2 separate regions of the Mus musculus genome follow, and region 1 is linked to region 2. The links are chromatin contacts, called in public HiChIP or PLAC-seq maps. All regions are on one chromosome and are shown on one strand. Each heading gives the region's core, a stretch centred on a gene start, on an enhancer-like site or on the middle of the called end of the contact. The rest is flanking DNA. Distances are from core to core; before and after follow the strand shown. Region 1 holds the start of 4930483J18Rik (RIKEN cDNA 4930483J18 gene). Region 2 holds the start of Mgat3 (mannoside acetylglucosaminyltransferase 3).

Region 1 (6,726 bases), core at 2,100-4,599, 1.0 Mb after region 2:
AAATAACTCAACTTTAGTATTCTCTCAGGCAGAAGACAAATGTCCCATGTGTCAATGAGCCCCAACTCTCATCCCAAGCACACACATTTTATACAGAGTAAATATTTAATTCATGTTAACTTTATACTCAACAGGTTTTGCAGAGCATCTACTATGTCTCAAGAAGAACCTTTGGAGCTAGGATCGAAAGAAAACAAGCTGAGCATGTGGGTACTGTAGCCCCAGTCAGTCAGGAATCTAATAGAGAGGATAACAAACGGTAGCCTAGTTCAAGGCCCAGCCTGGGCATGTAACAAGAACTTTCCTCAAGACAGGGAGTGGAAGGGAGAGAAGATGAACTGGATACGGTGGTTCATACCTATAATTCCTGCACTTAGGGGTCTGGGGCAGGGGCAGGGGAAGATTTCCCTGAGTTCTAGGCTCCATGGTCACTTCCAAGTCAGCCTAGGTTGCAAGAGGGAAATCTGTCTCAAAAACCACAGGGCTGGTAGAGTGTTCTTGCAAACATGAAGCCATGTATTCAAACACCAGCCCGGGAAGGGGGCAAAAGAGCCTGAACCAATGCCTTTTACATAGTGGGCATCAAGGAATGCTATTAAACAGTAGTTCTTACCTTCCTAATGTTTTGGGCCTTTAGTTCTTCACATTGAGGTGACCCCAACCATAAAATTGTTTTTGTTGCTACTTCATAACTATGATTTTGCTACTGTTATGAATTGCAATGTAAATATTTTTGGAGGCAGTTTGCCGAAGGGGGGTGGCGGGTCATGACCCACAAGTTGAGAATCACTGTTATAGACTGTCCGGTTTCCTTCCTTTTGTCTGGCCCAAGCGCTCATAACTGTTTCTGGAATGTCAGGAAGCCAAGCTCATTTTCTTCCGTCTGGGATGGTCTTTATCTTGTTCAGTGGAATTAAGACACACCTCAAACGCCATCTCTCTTTAAGCTTTCCCACCAATTCAATTATCTTTTTTAAAGCTGTCTTGACATTCTCCTACAATTCTGGGTTTGCACTCAGACTTTATTTCACCTTACTCTAACCACCTGTCACTCACTCTTTCTGCCCCTCGAGACCAAGGACTGTATCTGACTCACCTTGATCTCAGCTCAGAAAAACACCTGGCACATTACATGCCTGGAACAAAAGGTCTGCTGAATGAATAAATGAAGTCATTACTTTAGAAGTGTCCATAATTACTACTGGGTGACCCAAACTTTATGGTTTTGCCCTTTATGGGCTAAGATCCTGTTTTATACTTTTCTGAATCCCGCCCTCGCAGCATTTGGCAGAGTATTAAGGACATGGAAAGTCTGCAGTAAATACTTTTGGATGATAGGAGACACCTCTCTCTCTCATGATTTAAAAACTTCCCCTAGTGAACGTGACTCTGGAAGGCCTTGTTAAAAAGGACACTTCTCAAAAATTCGGGCAAAGAACTGAACGAAATTCAAGCCCTGGACTACAGACATTTTTCTTTGGATCTCTCTCTGAAGAAAGCAGTAGCAGTCTGTGTCTTTCCAAGGCTCAGGCCTTTAATCCCAGCACTCAGAAACCAGAGGCACGCAGAACTCTGGATTCAAGGCCAGCCTGATCTACTTAGTAAGTTCCAGGCCAGCCACAGCTACACAGTGAGACTTTAAAAACAAAACAAAACAAAAAACAGCCAGCTATCAGGAAGCCCTCTGATTTGCTATGAAAGAAACAAACACCAGTAGATGAAACTCAGTTTAACTTTCAGCCAAGGGTTCCCCTCCCTACAGGGATGGGGCTGTGGGCCAGTTGGCTGTACCATTTTACCCCTGGAAGGCAGTTCATTTTCAACAATAAAACTTCATAAGTGGACTTTTTTTGGTGGAAGGGGCTTCTACAGTAAAGCCCTTAAGTTTGACTTCTTGAACATAAAGATCAGGCTACAGGCTTTGGCTTCAGATCTCGAAAACTTACAATTTGGGGACATTCCGGACACTTTATGGATTTTAAAACTATGTGAACCCATGAAGCATAGGTGTAATTTCATCATATTTAAGTAATGAAGTTCACATTCTTAGTCTTCACACACTTTATGCCAAAGTATTCGGGCAAGCAGTAAACTGACCACCAGTCTGTCCTTTGGTTCTGTCATCTAACAAAGAGAAATCCTGACAAAGACAAGCTATACTGTACTCACACACCTATCCAGCAGTTCTCAACATCAGGATACTCGTCTTTTCTTGGATCCCTTCCTTGTATGTGTTGAACACCATTCCAAGCGTTTTATTACGAATTCTTTCATTTACTGTCTGCATTCCAATGTAATAGGTATTGTTAGTTCCATTTTCCAGATAAGCAATCTAAACGTAGGTTTGATAATCTAACAGGGAAAGCTCCAGCACTAACCACTCTATAGTATTAGTGTTTTCTTATGGAGCGAGGAGGGCGGAAGTCATCAAAGGTACATAGACAAACAGTCACACACACATACACACACACACACACACACACACACACACACACACACACACACGCGAGACGGACACTTCTTTGGCGGTCAAGTTTCAAATCTGCGGAGCCCTGCAGACCTGGAGGCACCCATGCTGCTATATGGTCGTCAGGTCCAGGTGAACCTCCTTGCCACGAGAAGCCTGCGGATTGCACCTGGATCCTCCAGGTTTGCACAAGGGCCGGGAGAAAGCGCTCGACCGGTCGGTCCCAAGCAGATTACACACACTCGGGGAGCAGCCAGGGCGGGAACCTAGCTGCTCCCTAGCCAGCACAGCCCTGCAAGGCGGTGCACAGGTGCACGGTCGCACTCGACTGTCCTGTCGAGTGACCAGGGCTTTGAGACCCCAGCCCCTTGGGAAAGGGCGGGACTGGAGTGGAGGACTGCGGGAGGCAATCCCGGGCTCGGAGCCTACAGCGGCCGGCCGGTCCAGGGCACACGCGGAAGGGTCGAGGGGAGAAAGGATGCTCGAGCGGGGCGGGGCCGGTGGGGGAGGGGGACCCTGCCCGAACTCTCACTCACCGCCTCGTTCGCCTCCTGGCCCGGGCTCCGCGGCTCGCCCCACTCCGGTGCCAGCCGCTCACGTATCCTCCCGAGCCTCTAGTACCAGTCAGACTGCACCAAGTTAGGGAGAGGTCCGCGCAAGCCGAGGGAGCGTGGCGAGCGGGAACGAGGGGGTGGGGAGGGTGGGACGGTCGTTCTTGCCGCCGGGGACACCGCAGACACGACCGCCGCCGGCTCCACTCAGCCACGGAAGCTGCGGGCCCTCCCACCACTCCGGGTCCCGCCTCCGCACCCTCCCCCCTACCCGCCTGGGAGCGACAGCCGTATCGACCAATCAGAAACCTAGCGCCGTTAGGGCTAGCCCGATTTAGGGGGCGTTCGCCGAAGGAAGAGGAACGAGGGAGGCTAGTACGGCGGCGCGACTTCTGTGACTGACATCATAGCGCAGCCAATCGGTAACTGAGAGATGACTTCATCGCTGAAGGAAGTCTGGAACTGGCGGAGCGGCCGCCAAGAGGTGGGAGGAGGTCGGCGATGAGCCGGGGGGCGGAGTCTGGGTCTTAAAGAAACCGTAACACATCTGATCACCCTGTCAAAGGGTGACCGCGGAGCTAGCTACCTAGGGTTCGGTGCCCAGCCTGGAGGTTTAATGCAAAAATCCTGCAGTCTTCATCTTGGTCCTTCCTCCTGTCTTTGCTCCGCCGGGACTCCCAAGTCGATTATTTCACATTCGCATTTCCCGAAAGGACACAATAAATGCCGCTCTGGCCTGGAGCCCTGAACTCTGTCATGTCCCTGCCCTTCCGTGGCCAAGCGCTTTTTTTCTCTGAGTCGGTTCTCCTCCGGTAAAAGGACTGACACCTACCTGCCTAGACTGTTGAGATTATTTATCAACAGCGGAAGCGCTTGCAGCTGGAGGGAAAGAGTTGAATGAACCCAGATTTTATCCGGGGCCTCACTGCACTAAATGAATCTGGGCGGCTCTTCCAACTTTAAAATTCTAAACTGCTGGTGTGTAGCCTAAAAGTGTGTGTATGTCTGTGTGTGTGTGGGTGTGTGGGTGTATGTGTGGGAGAGAGAGAGAGAGCATAACTGCATAAATCCAACATTTAAAGAGACTTATCTACTAAAGCGGTGAGACTAGTTAAAGCCCACCCGGTCAAGTTGCTAAGAGCCACTATGGAGGCCCCTTTTCTGGAACACCACCCCTTCCCCCCAACAAAGGGGGAGAGCGCTGAAAAGGAGAAATAATTCGGACTTGGTGCCTTAGTGTTTCCGAAACACTTTCCCTTGGGAGATATAAACAACCGTCTATCTCCTCCTTTTAGGCCACCATCCACTGGATAAACTGAAGTATGATTGCCCCAGAGTCCAACGTGGAAAACCAGTGAGTTTATTGGGCTTGCTAAGAAATCATGGCTGGCCCCCAAAGCAGCGAGACCACCAAAAAGTTGCACCCCAGCATGGATGATGATGTCCCCATAGCTGCGTAGATGACATACACAGTTCAGTTAAACTTCCATAATCTACACAACTCTAGCCAAGTCACAAGACCTCAAGCAGCTAGGGCAAAATTGAGGACTTGAGAGATTCCTCTCCCCAATGAGCGGGGGGATGTTGGAGGAGGTAACTGGGATCCAGCAAGGATTCAGAGAAGCCCCCCCTAAGTCCTTCCGTCAATGCAGGAACATCTACAGTCAACAAGCCCAGTCTTGAGGGGCTCTTGCAAGATAGCTGTGCTTTTGCAAGGACAGAGCTGCTGGACACAAGGAAAAAGAAAGAAGGTTCTGGAGAACAGAGTCCCCAGTGTGAGAGCAAGGGTTAACACTGTAGAAGCAGAAACCCTCAGGGGCATCCTGACAGACATGGGAAGCCACAGTGACTGGAAGGAGGTAACGCATGTTACATCTCTGAGTGAGTTACTCTGTATGGCTTCCGTTCTCCCCCGGAAATCTCCCAGACTTCTCAGTGGTGTGTGGCTCTGTTGGGATAGGAGAAGGAGCTGCAACTCTCTCTATCCACTGCAGTAAGCCAGCCCGGCCCTGAGTAATTCCCAGTTATTCATCTGTAAGTCAGCTTCAAGTTCCGTACCATGTGTCTCATCACAGAACCTTGGAGGTAGCCCAGATCCTGTGGCCTCTTAGTCACACCTTCCCTCCCAAGATTAAAAAAAAAAAAAAAGAAAGAAAGAAAAAAAAAAACCACAAAAGCCCTAATAAAATTATATGTTCAATAACTATATATGCTATATAAATAAAAACTTAAAATGAAATAAGATTTTATGTATATAAGTCCTCTAACTTGCTATATGGTCAAGGATGACCTTGAACTCATGACCCTCCTGCTTTCGCGTCCCGGGTCCTGGGCTTCTGAGCACTCATCACCACACCTTGTACAACACGTAACTTCTTGAGGTACGTGTCTCACTGAGGGGTGAGACAGAGGAGATTCGGTAAACCGTAGCCTTGGGGTACCTGCGCTAAGTTGGGAGAAGCTAAGGTAATGCTTGAGAGACTTCCACAGTAGGCTGAGTCCTGACTAACAGATGACACATGCAGAGGCACCCTCAGAGGAGAAAGTCCTCCAGTCTGGAATTACTGGTGTGGTGAAGATTTCTCCAAGATAAGCCCAAGGCAGGGCATACTGGATATTGTCCACAAAGACGCAACCCTGGTGTAAGAGCCAAGGTGCAAAGGAACCACGAGTGTACGCTATTGGTTATTCAAAGAACAGTGTGCTCATTTATGGCCTTCTGCAGGGCACATTCCTCAGACCTGAAAAGCCCACCAGCTCACAAATAAACCTATTCTTCCATGAGCAACTCAAATTTTTTATTGTATACATTTTGTGTATGTATATATACATATGTATATATATTCAAAGTGCTGTATTTTTTAAATTTATAAGATTTAATGTACATGGGTGTTTTGCCTACATGTTTGTCTCTGCACCATGATCGTGCCTGGTGCTCTCAGAGGCCAGAAGAGGGTATCAGAGCTCCTGAAACGAAAATTACAGATGTTGTGAGCCACTACGTCAGTGCTGGAAACTAAGCTTAGGCCCTCTGGATGACCAGCCAGTGCTCTTAACCCCTGAGCCATCTCTCCAGCCCACTGCTGTCTTGCTTACACATGTTCTGTTTCCCTCTCATCTCTGACCTCGCCCCTACCTAGTGCTATTCTTTGGAACTACTCAGGATGGGACGCTGGAGACTTGGTGCGGTGGTTAAAAGCAGGCTCTGATTTTGGTTCTAGCAAGCATACAGGTCTGTATGTCCACCTCCAGGGGTTCCAGTGCCTCTGGCCTCTACAGGCATCTGCACACAATGCACATACCTACCCCCAACACAGACAATCACACGTAATTAAATATAATTTTAATTTTTAAAAAGTTTTGTTTATGTGTATGGTGTTTTACATGCCTGTATTTCTTAGCACCATGTGTGAGCCTTATGCTCACAGAAGCCAGAAGATGACATCGGATTCCCTGGCACTGGAGTTACAGGTGGTGGTGAGCAGCTGTGCAGGGACTGGGAGTTGAACCTGGGTCCTCTGGAAGAGCAGTCAGTGCTCTTAACCTCTGAACCATCTCTCCACACATTAAAAGAAATATTTTTGAAAGCTACACAGAATATGACTGCTTCTGCTTTCCCTCTTCCCAGTTCCATCCCCAAAGCAATGGGGGTACCATCCCTTTTCTTGTTATTGTCTCTTAGATAGCAGTTCCTATATGGCCAACTGA
Region 2 (6,243 bases), core at 152-2,651:
CTATGGTAACTGGCTGGCATATGGGAGGGTCTGGGTTTCATTCCCAGCGCCACAATAAGTAAATACATTCAGACAAATTGATAACCTTGAGAGGGAGACAAGTTATAGAGGTGGTGTACTGGTTTTTAGGTCACAACAGAATGCCTCAAATCAAGAAAAAGTGTCAGGGCTGGAGAAATGGCTCAGTGGTTAAGAGCACCCTTCCAGAGAATCTGAGATCAAGTCCCAGCACCCATGTCAGGTGCTTCTGACTGCAATCCAGCAGGGCTCTGGGGATATTTAGATCATTTAGAGCCGGGTGTTGGTGGTGCACGCCTTTAATCCCAGCACTCAGGAGGCAGAGGCAGGCAGATCTCTGTGAGTTCAAGGCCAGCCTGGTCTACAGAGTTGAGTTCCAGGACAGCCAGGGCTACACAAGAGAATCCCTGTCTTGAAAAAACAAAATAAATAAATCTATCATAGGTGACCTGAGTGCTAGAGATGCCCATTATAAGCAGCATCCTGGGGGTGGGGGGTGGGGAAGAAGAATGGAGAAACCTCCAAGTCTGGGGTTGAATCCCAGATCCAGCACATTCTGTCACCCTCTGCGCCTCATGGGTGGCTTTGTGCATTGATGAAGAGGGTGGAGGCAGAAGGATGTACAGAGGCCAACACATCCGAGCAAGACACAAACTAGCACGGACACTGTGTCGACCCAGTACCCAGTGTTTTAGACGCTTTCCTGTACCAGGCCTCTGCATAGGGCTACAGTGATGTACACACCGGTCAGGACTTTGTCACACCACCACACAGGAGGCCTGTGCCCCCAGCCACAGTATGCCCACAATCACGCCACAGTACGGATCTATCTACACACCCCATGCACATAAGGGCCAATCTATCACACGCTGCAGAACACAGACACACAGATCCACTCACACGCAGAGCCCGACAAGCACTTTGGCCAGCTCCGCCTCACACAGCACACACACCCGCACAGGACGCCCGGGCAGTGGGCCGGCGCACGCACGGTCACAGGCAGGGCACGCGCACACTCGCGCGTCCGATTGCTGCGCACACACACACACACAGAAACACACACATACACACGAAAGAGGCGCGGGGCGGTGGCGGGAGCTCGCGGTCCAGGCGCCCCTGGCCCGGAGCGCGCAAAGCCCGGCTGGCGGGGGAGGGGACGCGGCCGCGCGGGGGCGGGGCGGGGGCCGGCGGGAGCGGGCACCTCCAGCGCAGCGCTCGGCCTCGCCGCCGCGCCCCCGCTACCGCCCCGGGGTGCAGTCAAGCGGCCGCGCCGGGCCCGCGGGACGGGGTGGAGGTGGGGTGGGGGGCGGGGATCGGGCCGGGCCCGGGCCGCGCTGCCTGCGATGCCGGGCGCCCGCCGCAGCCGCCGCCGCCGGAGCCCGGGATGGGGCGAGGAGAGGCTGCGGCGGACGCCAGCATCTCCCCGCCGGGGACCCCGGGGGCCCCGGAGCCGCCGCCGCCGCTGCTTCTACCGCCGCTGCTGAGACCCAGCGGACGATGGGTGAGTTGACCCTGGAGCCGGGGACCCGCGCCGCAGCCCTGCATCTTCCCCGCACCCCAGGCCTCGCCTCCGCGTCCTCCCCACTCCCGTCTCCCCCCGTGGTGGTCCCGCAGCCCCGGGGGCGGGGGCATGGGGCCGAGTAGGGGCGAGATGTGGGGGACTGCTTAACCGGCGCCCCCTGCCCCCACCCGCCTGCTCTCCGCAGCTCTCCGTGGCCGCGGGGCAGAGCCTGGCGCGGCGACCCCCTCCCTTGGCTGGACCGGGGTGGGGTGGGGGCGTCCCGAGGCGCGGAGCTCCAGCCATGCTTTGTGCGCTGCGCTCCCTTCCACCTCCGGCGCAGCTCGGGGCTGGGGGCGCGAGGCCTCAGCTCTTGCCTTCCCCACCCCCGATCCCGGGCTGCTGCGGCTGCTGGCCGAGGCCCAGGCGCGGTTGGGGTGCTGGGCGAGTGTGGGGGCTGTGGCTGGAGCTGTAACTACAGCTGCCTTAGTGGGGAGCAGGGAAAAGCTTAGCATGAGAGGCCCCCACCTTCTACTGGGGAGGGGTCTCCCTCTCTTTGCACTGCACTGCCCAGGGCGGAGGAGGGCTCCTGGCTGGGGGAGGGCGCTATAAATATCTACAAATAGTTCTAGAACCGGGCTGGGGTGGGGAGGGGAGCTTGCTTGGTTGTGCTAGTGGCGGGGGTGCCTGAGCTGGGGCGCAGCATCTCTGACTGCTGCGCCCCAGTCATCTCCGATGGCCTGAGGTCTGATGATGTTCCCTCGCCTGCGGAACTCAGAAGGGGGATGTAGGCAGGAACATTTTCCCTACTGGGATTTTTCTGTGGTCCTCCATCATCTCTGGGACACGGGTGCAGAAATGCCTTCATGGGGGATTGACCTGGAGGGACACAGTTATTAAAGGTCCAGGCAATGAGCCAACCGTGAGGATGACAGGGAGAGCAAGACAAGGCTCTCTCCTTCTGGGAGCTGGCAACTCCAGGATTATTAGTGCTGCCCAACGCTAAGGAGATAGGCAGGGTTTCTGGGAAAGTTAGAAAGAGGGGCTCTTTGCTCTAGGGAGGAAGAACCTACTGGAAGACGGAAAAGTTCCCAGGGCTGAAGAAATAGTAAGAGAAAGGACCGAGAGATGTGCTCTCTGGTGTGTTGAGAGATGGTGTGTAGCATGGTGGGACACTGAACCACGAGGAGAAATGAGCTGAAGAGTGGGTATCCATGTGTGGCCAGCTGTGGTTGTATAGTGATTAGTACTGTATGTTATGGTTGCAACAACCATGGTTCGAATCTGAGTCCCAACACCAGTGATAGGACAAATGCCGTGAGAGGTGAGGTGGGGGTACTTTTGGCAGGTGGTGCCAAGGTGTGCCTTGGAGTGTGGACATGAGGGATAGATAGATGGAGGCAGACACACAGGGAGACAGAGATAAGAGTTCTGACAGAGATGAGAGAGCTCTGGGGTGACTGGAGCCCTATTTTATGGGCAGCACCTAGCACACCTCGTGCACCGGCATAAGCTGCTGTTAGGTCCCCGAGGGTACGCCAGTGGGAACGCCTGATTACCTCTGAAGAGCGCTTCCGAACAGGATGGCCAGGTAGAGAAAATGTGGATGTCCACACCAGGAAGCTAGGACTGGCTCCAGGGGACTGCAGGGAGCTAGCTGTTCTTGGCAGGGATTGAGCAAATGGCCTCAGCGGCCTCTTTTGGAACTCTGTGTGTCTTGTCATTAGTGCTCATCAGTTACCCCATGCTGTGCTGTGAGGTATGGTTGTATGTGTGAGTGTCTGTGTGTGTGTGTATGTGAATGTCTATGTGTGTGTATATGTGTGTGTGTATATGTATGTGAGTGTGTAGGTGAGTGTCTGTGTGTATGTCTGCGTGTATATGAGCGTCTATGTGTGTCTGTGAGTATATGTGAGTGTGTGTATGTGTGTGTGAATGTCTATGTGAGTGTCTGTGAGTGTCTGTGTGCGAGTATATGTTTGTCTGTATGTGTGTGTATGTGAGGATCTGTAGCTGTCTCACTTCAGGAAGTTGGTGCCCTGAGCCTCAGTTTCCACCTCTGTGAAGTCGAGAGTCCTCCCCAGGATTTTGGCGAGGACTAGAAGTGAGGTGGCATATAAGGATGCCTGACACCTGCACCATGGTGGGAAATTGCTGGCTGCCGCATTGGTATTGTTACCTGTAAAATGAGGCCATCTGATGCCAGCTGGCTGTGAGGCCAGTTTCACGGGGGGGGGGGGGGGGGGATCGGGCTATGCTGAGGATCATGGGAGGACTGGTGTGAAAGGGAGGGTCAAGGACTTCCCTCTGGGATTCTAGGAGGAGGTGAGGAGTGAGGAGTGGCCGGCAGGAGGGTGGGTGCTCTACAGAGAAGAGTGCCCTGGTCCCTCTGGGTACCCACCACCATGCAGCTCCTTTGAGGCATACTGCTCTGCTCCTGGAGTGCTCTTCTTCTAATCAGACCTAGCTCTTTACTTGGAGACACAGGCTCCTTTCTAGAACTTTCTTCAGACGTTCAGGCCAAGAAACATGTTGTATTCAGATGAGGGGTAGGGACTCAAGAAAACATAAGCCTTTTTCTCAGGTTAGCAACCAGCAGGGCAATAGGTTCCCCTGGGTACTTTGCACCGGCCCAGCCCTGCGCTGGCTGCCAGAGACCCAGGCATCATTACTTGAAGCAGACTCTTGATCCAGTGGCCAGGTCCAGATCTTGACTCTGCCACTTCTCAATCTGTGACTATCTCTCTGACCTCAGTTTCCCTGACTCTCAAATGGGAACAGTGTATATGGTATCATTTGAGCACTTTAAAAAAAAATAAAAAGACTTATTTACTTATTTATTTTATATGAGTACATTATAGCTGTCTTCAGACACACCAGAAGAGGGCGTCAGATCTCATTACAGATGGTTGTGAGCCACCATGTGGTTGCTGGGAATTGAACTCAGAACCCCTAGAAGAGCAGTCAGTGCTCTTAACCACTGAGCCATCTCCCCACCCCTCATTTGAGCACTTTAGTGTGATTTCTGCTGGGCATTTCCTGTGCCTTTTTAGAGTAAAACTTGGAAACTATGCATTTGTCCCAACACACAGGTCTATGTTCCTGTGGACAGGGGCTTGCCTTGCTGTGTCTGCGTGCAGGCAGGAAGGGGGACTGGTATGCTGACATCTGGGGTGTCTGGTAAAATAAAACCCCTGAGAATTAGTGTCGGTCAATTCCTGTGCTGTACGTCTCCTGAGCAGTGGCTAATGGGAGGCGGTACACATCAGCTTCAGTGCCTGGACAAGCATTCAGATGGTGCCTAATACTGACAGTTGATGAAAGGTCAGGGGCTGTTGATGAGAAGAGTCTGGAGAGCTGCCAGGCAGTACCATAGATAAGAGCATTACCAGAAGGGATTGTCCCAGGCCTCTGGGCTAGGGGCAGAATTTCACCCCCAAGGACCCGATCTGCCATGATGGGGGGTGGACGAAGAGATTGGGAACTATTTCCTGAGATTCCCCCACATCACTGAACCTGACTTTCCTCCTCCTCCTCCTCCTCCTCCTCCTCCTCCTCCTCCTCCTCCTCCTCCTCCTCCTCCTCCTCCTCTTCTTCTTCTTCTTCTTCTTCTTCTTCTTCTTCTTCTTCTTCTTCTTCTTCTCTTTCTTCTCCTTCTTAAAGATTTATTTTATTTATATGAGTACACTGTGGCCATCTTCAGACACACCAGAAGAGGGCATCAGATCCCATTACAGATGGTTGTGAGCTGTGGTTGTGTACATGTGGTTGCTGGGAATTGAACTCAGAACCTCTGGAAAAGCAGTCAGTGCTCTTAACTGCTGAGCCGTCTCTCCAGTCCTGATCCCGACTTTCTTCTGCTCTAGCTGCTCTCATAAGGGTTCCCCTCAATCTTGACCTGGCTGCCTCCTCCTCCTCTTCCTCCTCCTCCTCTTCCTCCTCCCCTTCCCTCTTTTAATAGAACCCTGACATGCTAGCCCAAGAGTTTAGAGATGAGCTTCAAACAACTCAGCTGTCATTCCTTCCCACCCCTTCTTGCCCATCAGCAACTTCCCCACGTACCTCTTTCACAGTGCCAGCTCCCCACCTCAGGTCAGACTAGCCCACTCCTGCTGCTGATATCTGTGCCCACAAATATCCTCAGATGCTTGTATCTTTCTCATGAAAGTTTGTGTGTGCACAAGTATGATGTATTCATGTTGGTGTGTCCACACGTATGCACACATATAAAGGCTTGAAGTTAACATTGTGTGGCTTCCTTCCACTTTAGTTTATTTCTATGTTTAACATTTTTTTTATGTGATGTGTATGAGTGTTTTGCACGTCTTGTCTGTCTGCACTATTTGTTGGTGTGATTCTCCCAGAGGCCAGAGGAAGGCACTGGGTGCCCTGGAACTGGAGTGACAGATGGTCGGTAGCTGTCATGGGAATGCTGGGAACCAAGCAGCACTCAGTGCTCTTAACTGCTGAGCCATCTCTCCAACTCCACCTTATTTTTTGAAATGAAGTCTCTCATTGCACTTGGAGCTACTGACTTGGCTATGTTGATTGGCCAGCAAGCCCCAGGGATCCTCCCTGGCATTGGATTACAGGCAGTATGCAAGCACTGTCTGGCTTTTTTTTTTTTTTTAAATAATATTAGTACTAGGTGGGGGTCAAACTTAGGCAAACCTCATACTTGAGCATCAAGTACTTTTTTTTTTTAAAGATTTATTTATTTATTATAT

The links. HiChIP or PLAC-seq counts read pairs in DNA pulled down with a chosen protein or histone mark.
Region 1: a contact with region 2 is called in a FOXA1 HiChIP or PLAC-seq map of pancreatic cancer cells. The contact joins the promoter of 4930483J18Rik here to the promoter of Mgat3 in region 2. A contact is called at or near these places in 1 of 39 promoter capture datasets (hippocampal neurons), 1 of 484 Hi-C or Micro-C datasets (embryonic stem cells) and 1 of 115 datasets of contacts at active chromatin or transcription factors (pancreatic cancer cells).

Annotation. Positions count from the first base shown.
Region 1 is chr15:81,187,504-81,194,229 of GRCm38.p6, forward strand. 4930483J18Rik (RIKEN cDNA 4930483J18 gene) reads left to right here and starts at 3,350. Exons shown (of 2, transcript NR_015603.1): 1 at 3,350-3,502; 2 at 4,314-5,254. Mrtfa (myocardin related transcription factor A) reads right to left here and starts at 3,233. Exons shown (of 14, transcript NM_001082536.2): 1 at 3,004-3,233.
Region 2 is chr15:80,172,320-80,178,562 of GRCm38.p6, forward strand. Mgat3 (mannoside acetylglucosaminyltransferase 3) reads left to right here and starts at 1,402. Exons shown (of 2, transcript NM_010795.4): 1 at 1,402-1,519.